3 separate regions of the Sus scrofa genome follow, and all the other regions are linked to region 1. Evidence: chromatin contacts called from public Hi-C data. All regions are on one chromosome and are shown on one strand. Each heading gives the region's core, a stretch centred on a gene start, on an enhancer-like site or on the middle of the called end of the contact. The rest is flanking DNA. Distances are from core to core; before and after follow the strand shown.

Region 1 (3,662 bases), core at 720-3,219:
TAAAATACCTTCCAGTCATATCAAATATAAAACTTTCTTAGTTTGGGAGTTTTCAAACCATGCAGATCACTGCATGATACAGGCCTGAGGTTCCAACTTTTTAAAATTAAAAACCCAAAGCTGGAGTTCCCATCGTGGCTCAGCGGTTAACGAATCCGACTAGGATCCATGAGGATGTAGGTTCGATCCCCGGCCTCGCTCAATGGGTCGTGGCTCCAGCGTTGCCGTGAGCCGTGGTGTAGGTCGCAGATGTGGCTCGGATCTGGCGTTGCTGTGGCGTAGGCTAGTGGCTACAGCTCCAATTCGACCCCTAGCCTGGGAACCTCCATATGCCATGGGTGTGGCCCTAAAAATAATAATAATAAATTAAAAATAAAGAAAAATAAATAAATAAAAACGCAAAGCCCAAGCAGTTTCAGTCCTGCTTCCTTGTTTCTGTGCCAGTGGGTGAACTTTTAGTTTGTTCATCCTCTACTGAGGGTGCAAAAGTCTCTTTTCTAAATCACCCCTTTATTTTGGCTTAAGGTTTGGGTTCCTCAGCCTATGAAGGCATCACCAGTTCTGATGACCACCCAACCCTCTGGTTTTCAATCCTCTTCACATTTCTTGCATCTGGGAATGCTTTTTTTGTTTCTTGTGAATTAAACTACCCTTTTTTTTTTTTGCGGGTGGGAATGCACCCAGGGCAGGTAGAAATTTCCATGCTACAGCAGTGACAATGCCAAATCCATAACTACTAGGCCACCAGAAAACTCCATCGACTACCCATTTTTTACATTATAGTTTACATTGTAGCCAGCACATCTAGACATATATAACAGAAGATTTTTCAAATTTTCTTAGCTGGAAACTTAAATAAGGCCAGATCTGAATGACCAGTTTCTTCTAGTTCTTTTATAATTATAACCAAGAACATTTTGAATTTAATTTGAAGATCTCTGCCACCCTGGTCTAGCTATAGTTAGTCCTTGGCCATTTTCATGTACACTGATAAGCATGTTGGTTCTTTTTTTTTAATCCCATTTCTAAAATTTTCTCCTGGTTTAGTGAGTATTTTATACTAATTTGGAGGATTTCTTTGATTGAAATTTTCAACAAAGTATCAAGAGAAAGCAGTATTAAATCAATGTCACCAACTGACAGTCACACTCCTTTCTGGGTAGAAAGGGACTCCTCTGTTGAACTCCTAATTCTCGGCAGATAATTACCATTCCTCTAGCTAGCCATTAAAGGTTCAAAATAAATACAAGTGTTATTACATAGTTAGTGTTGTATAAGCTACAACATGAATTACAAAATAAAAGAATTCCCAGATACAATGACGGTAAAGATTTACTCTGGGGAAAAAAAAAAAGCAGAAAACAAATAACCAAAGGTCTTCTCTGATGAAAGCTACTATGAAATCCATGCCACTACCTTTTTTTTTTTTTTTTTTCTCTTTTTAGGACTGCACCTGCAGGCTAGGGGTCAAATCGGAGCTATAGCTGCCAGCCTACGCCACAGCCACAGCAGATCCGAGCCCCATCTGCGACCTACACCACAGCTCACAGCAAAGCTGGATCCTTACCCCACTGATCAAGGCCAGGGATCGAACCTGCATCCTCATGGACACTAGTTGGGGTTTTAACCTGCTGAGCCACAAAGGGAACTCCAATACCATTTTACTGTGAATACCTTCTGCATTCAGCCAGTTAACAGGAATTCTGGAGAGCAACATTCCAGATCCAAATTTTTGAAAAGAAAAAAGCTCCTAGCTCCAAACTGTAAGAACTGTGCTTAGCTGCCATAGACAGGAATGTTACCTTGTTTGTCTTTATTTCTACCTAAGCTGTTTCCCAAGTCGTTCCCTCACCTTAAGCTCAAGGCTGCATTTCTGGCCAAACGCTCTCACTCTAAACAGGCACATGCATGATGCCCCAGACATGTCAGAAGAGGGAACAAAGTTTCTTCTGTGAACTTTGTGATCGGCACACAGTTTTTATCAAAATATTCCAACTATGTCACACATCAAAAGAGAACAAATGCAGTACATTCGGTGTGTAAGAATGCACGAGAGCAGAGCTGGGTGGACAGTGAGAAAACTCTGGATGTGGTACATGCTTTGCTGCAAGGAAAGAAGGAAAACTATGAAAAAGGATACACGTTCGTGATGAGAGCTGTGCTACAATTAAGAAATCTACTGATCACTTCGTTGTACACCTGAAACTGACATAACATCGTAAATCGACCACACTTCGACAACAACAAAATTTTTTTAAATACAGTAAACAAGAAAGAGCCACGAGGAGGTGGAATCCAAGAGACCACGCCAGCGGGAAACACTCAGGTTGAGATGACTATTTCTTCTGGCCTGGGAGGAAGCGACTGACCACGTCACCTCCTCAAAAGGTGTGAGTTCTCTAGTTCGGGCCAGTCCGTGTGGCAGCAGCATGCTCGGAGAACCCTGACGCTGTGAACGGACTCCAGATTAGGTGCTGCTTAAATCCAGGGACGGAAATCACAATTTGGTCATTTTGCTAAGTAAAGAGAAGACGTCTTCATTAAAACGTTTATGACGGGGCAGTATACAAAGTCATGAATGCTTTAAAGTGCCACCATGGAGTTCCCGTCGTGGCGCAGTGGTTAACGAATCCGACTAGGAACCATGAGGTTGCGGGTTCGATCCCTGCCCTTGCTCGGTGGGTTAACGATCCGGCGTTGCCGTGAGCTGTGGTGTAGGTTGCAGATGCGGCTCGGATCCCGAGTTGCTGTGGCTCTGGCGTAGGCCGGTGGCTACAGCTCCGATTCGACCCCTAGCCTGGGAACCTCCATATGCCGCAGGAGCGGCCCAAGAAATAGCAACAACAACAACAACAACAACAAAATAAAAAAATAAAAAAATAAAGTGCCACCTTGTTCAGATATTTACTAGGGCACAATCCCCACTCACAAGCCTTCCTGAAAAGTTGGAAGGTACGGCATCATACCTCACCGTACCTAAGTATATAAGAAAAAAAAATTAAGTCATGGGCAGAAATAAAAAAGAAAAATGTTGCTCGTCAGGATCCAAAATAAGATTTCGGGTACAGAATCCATTTCTTTCGTTATCACCGGTGGCGGAAAAGGAAAGATAAGAAATGATACTGAGTCAAGGGTGACTGGGGGTGTTCATTTGAGTTTCTGCAGAATTCTTCAAGAAGAGATAAAATGTGCTATCCAAAATTATAATGATCTAACACAACATTGTAAATCAACGATACTTCAATTAAAAAAATAAAATAAATACAATAAAATTAAAACAATCTAAAGGGGGAAAATCATCATCTAAATAAATGACTCCATGGTTAACAAATCCAACTAGGAACCATGAGGTTGCGGGTTCGATCCCTGGCCTTGCTCAGTGGGTTGAAGATCTGGTGTTGCCGTGAGCTGTGGTGTAGGTCGCAGACACGGCTCGGATACAGCATTGCTGTGGCTCTGGTGTAGGCTGGAAGCTACAGCTCCAATTAGACCCCTAGCCTGGGACCCTCCATATGCCACGGGAGCAGCCCAACAAATGGCAAAAAGACAAAATAAATATATAAACAAATAAGCCTTTAAAAAAAAATCACAAGGTAGACGTTCTGTTAGGTCCAACTTAGGTACAAAATTTAACTCCCCAAACTGTTTGCTGCTGAATTTTA
Region 2 (3,662 bases), core at 369-2,868, 120 kb before region 1:
AACCTTATAGCCAGGAAGCAGCAAACCCAGGGTTTTGCACCCTCGTCCGGGGAACCTCAGAGCCTCCATTCTCAGCAGCTCAGGGCTGCGCTGCGGGGAACACACAGCAAATGTTCTTCCTCGGTTAACTGAGATCTTGGCAGCGGTTCCTTCCATCAACTTTGGGAGGAGGTCAAATATGCGCCGTTCTGCCCATGTGCCACAAGAGCTTCCAAAAATCAAGTTCCAACAGCTACTGTCACGTTCGTCCTCGCAGCGCTGGCGCTGATGATAGACATCTTCCACCACGGCTGCTGAAGGCAACCAGACCTCGATGACAGCGACAGTCTCCCCACCCCCAGTAATGTGCCAGGCACCTCAGATACGTCACTGAATCCTTGCCGGAGTCCCACGAGGCAGCAACTTCCATCCCCGTCTTAACTCAGCAAGAGGGAGGAACCCATCCCGATGGACACGGCTGAGTGGCGATGCTGAAGCTGCCTTCGCCTCCCCAGCGTGCTGTCCCAGAGCCTTAGCCTCAAGACCTGGTGTTAAGTAACACAGAGAATCCCTCCGTGTCCGAATCCTGCTAAAATACAGGGAAAAACAGCACAAGCCCCACAGCTGATGGCTGGAGACAGAGCACGAGATGGTCTGCCCTGGCATGAACTTGGCCTGTGGCATCCATCTGGGGGTGACCCTTGGTCCGATTCGAACCAAAAGAACCTGCACCCTGTGTAATCAGCATGCTTAAACAGTCAAGTGAGATATAACAGAGAATCAGCCCAGGGAAAAAGCCATCTCCTGCACCTCAGGCCACCCGAGGGACAGAGGGACGGACCCGACATGAACTAAGGAAGGTCCTGCTGGCGTCTCTCCCGGAGTCCACGTGGCCTTGGGTTCTAGCCACAAATGCCCGGGGTGGCCCATGTCAAAAAGAAACTGGCACCAGCTGACTAGGGCCCCAGGCATCATGGTGAGCACCCAGGAGCTGTTGCTTCTTCGATTGAAGAAACGTGTCCTCCAACGTCTGGGGAGGAACAGAGGCCGCTTGAGGTCCCAGGGTCCACGTGCGTGGGTGCCCGCTGGACCACTGCCTAAACCCTCCCAGAACGGAGAGGAGGAGGAGGGAGATTGAAGGGGATTTAAGGAGATTTGTTCGAGGAAAGGAAAGATTAAAGGGATTTATGGAGACCCAGCCAAAGAAAAACTCAACAAGTTAACCCCTCGAATGCTCCCAAGGGGACCCAGGCATCTACTTGTCACGTCTAATTACTGTCCACTCGGCGGCCACGTTTGAGCCAGAAATTTCTCCCGGAGACAGAGTCCTCGTGAGGCCCTCTGGGAACAAGCTCTAAAAAAGCACCATGTCCCCAGTCCCGCGGTACGCATCCGTAAGGCCACGAGAGGTTGTTATCTTTTGTGCAACGCAGAAAAGCTTTCGGCTTTTCCTCTCCAAACACAAAACATCCTGTCAGAGAAGGAGCAAGAGTTCCCATGTTTATTATTTTTCACGGAACGTTTGGGCTTTAAATTCCCACATCCAGTGAGAGAGTTACAGGCTATGTCAGCGTGCTCTTCCTGTTGATAATTCTGGAGGCAAAACCTGGCATTTTCACAGAAAGCGAGGCAAGTGCTTCGCTGCCAGCTGCTCCAATGTCCAGCCTCTCACGACCTCCCATGGCGATAGGGGAGGTGGCACTGCCAGGGCCCACTCCAGACACAAGGTCTTGGAAAGAGAGAAGCAAGCCTTAAAATCCAAGATCTCTCACGAGAAGAACCCCCAGGCCCCAAGGATGCCAGCTTAGCCTCCGAACTGTTTGCAAGCGTTTCCCAGACCACGGAGGGCCCTGCGGAGCCCACAGAGCAGGTGCTCAGAAAAATCCTTGGAAACACTGACCCACACCACCCAATCCCTCCAACCCCAAATCCTTCGAGAACCATCTCGCACCCCATGCCTGATCCACCAGCAGTCCCTACGGACTCTCCTCCCTGTGTCCAGACTCTGACCACCCCTCCCCACCTCCACAGCTGCCCCCCAGTCCCACGCCCCCCCTTCTCTCCCCCGGATGGTTTCAATGGCCTCTGAACCCACGTGTCTGTTCTCCATGCAGCCACGAGAGCCACAATGGAAACGCCCGAGTCTGCTCAGAACCCCCCAGTTCCCCATCCCTCTCACAGCAACAGCAGAGCCTCCACCATCACGAAGCCCCTCGTGAACTCTGACCTCCCCCCCCCAGCCCACCTGTCTCCCCTCAGCACCCAATCTCCGCACCCTGATCCCTTGCTTTTAGCCACACCGGCCTCCTGGAAGCAGCTGAGCCTTAAACACACCATGCCTGTGCCCGCCTCAGGCCCTTGGCCCTGGCTGTTCCCTCCGACTGGAACATTCCGCCGTCAGCCCCTCCAGATTTTTTTTTTTTTTTTTGGTACATATAATGATTTTTTTTCCATGATAGCTGATTTACAGTGTTCTGTCAATTTTCTACTGCACAGCAAGGTGACCCAGTTACACATACATGTAGACATTCTTTTTTCTCACATTCTCATGCTCCAGCATCAGTGCCTAGACATAGCTGCCAGTGCGACACAGCAGGAGCCTCCAGATCTTGATGCCCGCAGCAGCTCCTTGGCAAGGCCCTCCCTGGCTGCACTGCTTGGAGCTGCCATCGCCGCCCCCTCCAGAAAAAAATCCCCCCCCCATCTCTCTCCCTAACGTGCTCCCCAGCCTACTCTACATTTTCCCCGATTCACAGTTTTTCTTTTCTGGCTTCCTCACCAGAATGTGAGCTCCAGGAAAGCGGGCATTTGTGTCTGTTTGTTCAGTGCTGTACCCGCCCCCCTCCCCAGCCCTCCCTCCCTGTGCCTGGAATATAGCAGGTGTTCGATAGATATTTTTAAACATACAAGAGGCTGAATTTATATCATGTCTCAAAAGGGGCGGGGGGCTGAGATGTGCAAAAGTCTGACAAATTCTGCAGCCGGGATACCCCCGGGGAGAGCTCTGGGGGCTTCCCACCTGCTTCCCTCTCGGTAACATTCTTTTAAAGGCGTCCCCCAGACTCTCACACTTTGAGTTGTCCCAGAATAAATACTATTCAATCAGCCAGTCAAGCAACCTCCCCCCCCCCAAAAAAAAAGAACATCTGAGGCTGTTTCCTACCAGAGCTTTCAGATAAATCAATCCTCTGTGTCCTCGACAGGTGTATTTATGAGCAATTTCAGAACAAGGCGTGTAAGTCTGATACTAGTGGGAAAAGGCAGTGCTGGCCCTACAGAAATTTCTATTTATACCCTTCCCACAGCAGCACCCAGCAGGCGCTCATTTAATGAAAAAGACAAGCTCTTGGGCTACTGACCTTAAGTGGGATAAAACTGTCCTGAGCTGTGTCACGTTGCTACCAGCACGGCCATAAAAATGTCCCTCCAAATAGGACGAAGCTGCCCTGGCTACATTCGAAAGCTCCTGAAAAATGAGAATGTATGCCTTCGTTACCCCCACGAAGCCCCAAAACCTTCAGGTTGTGGGGGCACTCGAACCTCACCCCATCTTCCCTGACGCCTCGATTTTGCAGATGAGGGGCTCAGACCAGGAGAGGGGCATGTGGACAAATGGCCAAGCAGCCTGCAAGCCACATGCCCCACGGGGGGCTGAGCCGGACCTTGAACCCAGGCCCAAGTCC
Region 3 (3,662 bases), core at 553-3,052, 86 kb before region 1:
TTTTTTCTTTCCTTTTTTTTAATCAAAGGAGCTTCATTTTTTAAATGTAGATAGAAAATATATATAGAATATTGAAGTAGTTAGGCTGACGGTAATCATAAGAATTCTTCATTGGCCCCTAGGTGAGAACTTTGGAAGAGTCTCGTTTCTTTCCTCTTCTATCCCACGTGATCTGCTGCAGTTTCCGAAAAGTAGAGATTTTTAACGAATTTAGAGTGAAATGGGCTGATATGACATTGTAGTGTATTGAATCCTTTTAAGGAGTTCCCTGGTGGCCTAGCAGTTAAGGATACAGTGTCCTCACTACTGTGGCTTGGGATCAATCCCTGAGCCGGGCACCCCTGCATACCACAGGCTCGGCCAGAAAACAGAGAAAAAAAAAAAAAGTACAACCTTGTGCTTGGCACCAACGGGCATGGAAAAGGCTGTGACTCTGAAATAGACGCAACACTTTGGCAGCACACAGGCTACACCAAAATAGCTTTCCTGGGGTCTCCAGATCCTGTCCGTACCGAACTCTGGACATCCTACCGTGCTGCTCAGAGAGGACCTCGTTGAAAGGGCACTAGGCCACAAGTCAGGAGATAAGCTTCTGGATGAAGTGGTCCAGGCTCAGTCCTGCCCCCTCTCACCTGTGCCCTGCAGGTAAATCCCTCATCCCGCCCCCTGTCCTTGCCCCAGGCTGAGGCCTCAGCTGCAGGACAAAGAGTTTAGAGTAGAGCAAACCATATGGGGGGGGGGGGGCAGGTGTGTGTGTGTGTGTGTGTGTGTGTGTGTGTGTGTGCAGGGGTGAGTAGGGACAGGTGTGTTTTGTCACAGTCTCTAGGTAGTGGGGAGGTGCGTTGCCAGGCAATTCTAATAGATGGTTTCTGCAAGAAGCCAGTGAGCAAGAGGAAGGGTCCCTGAGGTCCCCAGCAGAAGCGAAGGTTCTAGCATTTTCCCTCCACATCCTGCCTTTCCCCCACTTTCTGTTTCTTGCTTCTGTTAGAATCAGACGTGCAGTTTCTACCACAGACCCTCTGGCTCTGGCCCATGCTTGACAAGCTTCATCACCACAGCAAATTAATTGAACGCCAAGCTGCAGCCCCCAAAGCCACTCGGTGACAAACAGATCCCACAGCAAGCTAATGAGCAATCAAACTGCAACCACTGGAAGCAGCTTTATCGTCACCCATTGGAGCTGACAGCAGAGGGACACCTGCAGGGCTGTCCCTGTTCCCATCAGCCTTGCCTCTCTCTCTCTGTCCTAAAGCCCTGACTTCCAGGTTCTGCCTTCGGCGCCAGCCCCGCAGCCCCATCTGATGTCCCCTTGTTACACCGGAGGCTTTAGAAGAGCATCCGTGTGCTGCACGTGAGATGGTACCCAGGAAAAATGTCCTTCATTGGTGGGGCGGGGGGGGAGCCTCTATGGCTTCCCATTGTGGAAAGTCTGCAGTTGCAGAAGGCTGGACTGCAGTCTCCAGAGGACTGGGGACACAAAGAAGTGACTGGCTTTCCACTTAAGCAGTTACATAAATCTCTCCTGAATCACTGGCAGCCGCCCTACAGAGGAACAAGGAATGGGTACTTACCCACCTCCAAGACCAATTAGTACCCTGAAAGAATAATAGTCACTCTTGGCATCTTCGGATGTTCACGAGGTGACTCTGCTGCCACATTGCTGTGGGCCACGGGCTGCAGCTGGCTCTGCCAGTAGTAAGGATGAATTTATACCCATTCATCCATCCACACCCACGGTCAGCTCCCTGCCCTGTGACCAGTGGCAGACACTTAGGCAATGTCTGGCTGTTGGCTGCGGCCATGGAAAAGAGCAAAGCTCGAGAGTTTACACCCGGTCTGACCTGTTCTTAATGGGCAGAGGGCGAGGACAGCAGGTAGATCAGCCACAAAGCCATTCCTGGCATTTGGCAATGCTCTAATTCTTTTGGACTTGAATAACCAGAAATCACAGGCTGGTGGTGCATGGGCTCAATCAAGCCTCTGGGTATGACTTGTTTTGGCCAGAGAGAGTTTAGTTTTTTTTGTTTGTTTGTTTTTGTTTTTTTCAGTGGCCAACATCCTAAAATGGAAGTGATTTCGTACAAAAAAAAATCTGGATTCCTTGCTGTTCTTGAAAAATCAGGAGCCTTAGCAACACTTCTAATCAGCTGTCAACACCTGGAGCTGAACAGTGCTCCTTATTCAGGCGGGGCTCTTCGGTCACCGGCGCTCTACCAGGACCAGGAAAAAAAGAAATCAAAATTTCAACTATAAAATTGCTAGGTCCCCTCCAAGGGCTTGAGCAGGTGACGGGTCAGGAAGCTTAAAGGTCTTGAGCCTCCGAGGCATATCCACCTTGGGTCCCCGCCCCAGTCCCCGTTTCACCCCCAGCCCAATGTCTGCATGAGTTGCCCATCAGCCCTGTAGGCCTCAGAGGCTGTGATCTCTCTCCTGCGTGATCCTGCCGTCAGCTCCTGCCACCCTATTTCTTTCCAGGCCTGATCCAGCATAAACATCGCTGGCCTTGGCCCTCTACGGCTCGCCCCATCCTCTCTAAAACTCCCGTTGCTAAAGTGAAGGAAGATGTCATTTCTTTTAAAAGGTAGGGAGGCGTTCCCATGGTGGCTCAGCAGAAATGAACCTGATTAGCAACCATGAGGTTTCAAGTTCGATCCCTGGCCTTGCTCAGTGGGTTAAGGGTCCGTCATTGCTCTGAGCTATGGTGTAGGTTGCAGATGTGGCTTGGATCCTGCATTGCTGTGGCTGTGGTGTAGGCTGGCAGCTGTAGCTCTGATTTGACCCCTAGCCTGCGAAACTCTGTATGCTGTGGGAGTGGCCCTAAAAAGCTAAATAAATAAATAAATAAAATAAAGGTAGTAAAAAGAAGTTCTTATGCAATAAAAAAAAATTTGAAAAAAATCCATATGCTTTATATGTTCTGCCCCTTTGTGGGGTTAAAGGAGAAGGGAGCCCAAACATTTGCCTGGAATATGTATAGAAAGTGATTCCTCAACCTTTTGGAAAAGTTTAAGAAGGATGGGTATAAGTTCTTCTTTGTATGTTTGGTAAAATTTGCCTGTGAAGTCATATGGTCCTGGACTTTTGTTTGTAGGGAATGCTTTTTGTTTGTTTGTTTGTTTTGTCTTTTTAGGGCTGCACCCGTGGCATATAGAGGTTCCCAGGCTAGGTGTCTCATCGGAGCTGTAGCTGCCAGCCTACACCACAGCCACAGCAACGCCAGATCTGAGCCACGTCTGCCACCTACACCACAGCTCACGGCAACACCGGATTCTTAACCCACTGAGCAATGCTAGGGATTGAACCTGAAACCTCATGGTTCCTAGTCGGATTCGTTTTTGCTGCACCACGACAGGAACTCCTGTAGGGAGTGTTTTTATTACATATTCAGTTTCCTTTACAGTGACGGATCTGTTCAAATGATCTGTTTCTTCTTGCTCAGTTTTGGTGGGCTGTAGGTCTCTAGAAAGTTTTCCATTTCTTCAAGGTTGTCAGATTTGTTGACATATAATTGTTTGTTGTGTTCTCTTATGGTTTTTTGTATTTTTGCGGTATCCATTGAGATTTCTCCTTTCTGATTTTTTATTTTGTTTATTTGGGTTTTCTCTCTCTTCTTGGTGAGTCTGGCCAGAGGTTTGTCAATTTCATTGACCCTTTCAAGGAAC

What was found. A called contact is a pair of places that touch in the nucleus more often than the background predicts.
Region 2: a Hi-C map of liver shows a contact between it and region 1, with 1.9 times the contacts expected there. The contact joins two enhancer-like sites. A contact is called at or near these places in 4 of 47 Hi-C or Micro-C datasets (embryonic fibroblasts and liver) and 2 of 2 datasets of contacts at active chromatin or transcription factors (alveolar macrophages and skeletal muscle).
Region 3: a contact with region 1 is called in a Hi-C map of liver, with 6 times the contacts expected there. The contact joins two enhancer-like sites. A contact is called at or near these places in 2 of 47 Hi-C or Micro-C datasets (liver and skeletal muscle).

What each region holds. Positions count from the first base shown.
Region 1 is chr10:59,737,447-59,741,108 of Sscrofa11.1, forward strand. The region is part of intron 6 of CDC123 (cell division cycle 123); the gene reads right to left. Among named protein-coding and RNA genes, the nearest start is that of NUDT5, 26 kb to the right of the region's middle. Within about 2 kb of position 1,970, at least 1 of the 83 cell types and tissues checked has an H3K27ac peak or open chromatin away from gene starts, as enhancers often do. A contact at or near this core is called in liver, where this site is marked.
Region 2 is chr10:59,622,658-59,626,319 of Sscrofa11.1, forward strand. It overlaps a transcript of CAMK1D not described here. Among named protein-coding and RNA genes, the nearest start is that of NUDT5, 140 kb to the right of the region's middle. Within about 2 kb of position 1,619, at least 12 of the 83 cell types and tissues checked have an H3K27ac peak or open chromatin away from gene starts, as enhancers often do. A contact at or near this core is called in liver, where this site is marked.
Region 3 is chr10:59,651,344-59,655,005 of Sscrofa11.1, forward strand. No RefSeq gene overlaps it. Among named protein-coding and RNA genes, the nearest start is that of NUDT5, 110 kb to the right of the region's middle. Within about 2 kb of position 1,803, at least 3 of the 83 cell types and tissues checked have an H3K27ac peak or open chromatin away from gene starts, as enhancers often do. A contact at or near this core is called in liver, where this site is marked.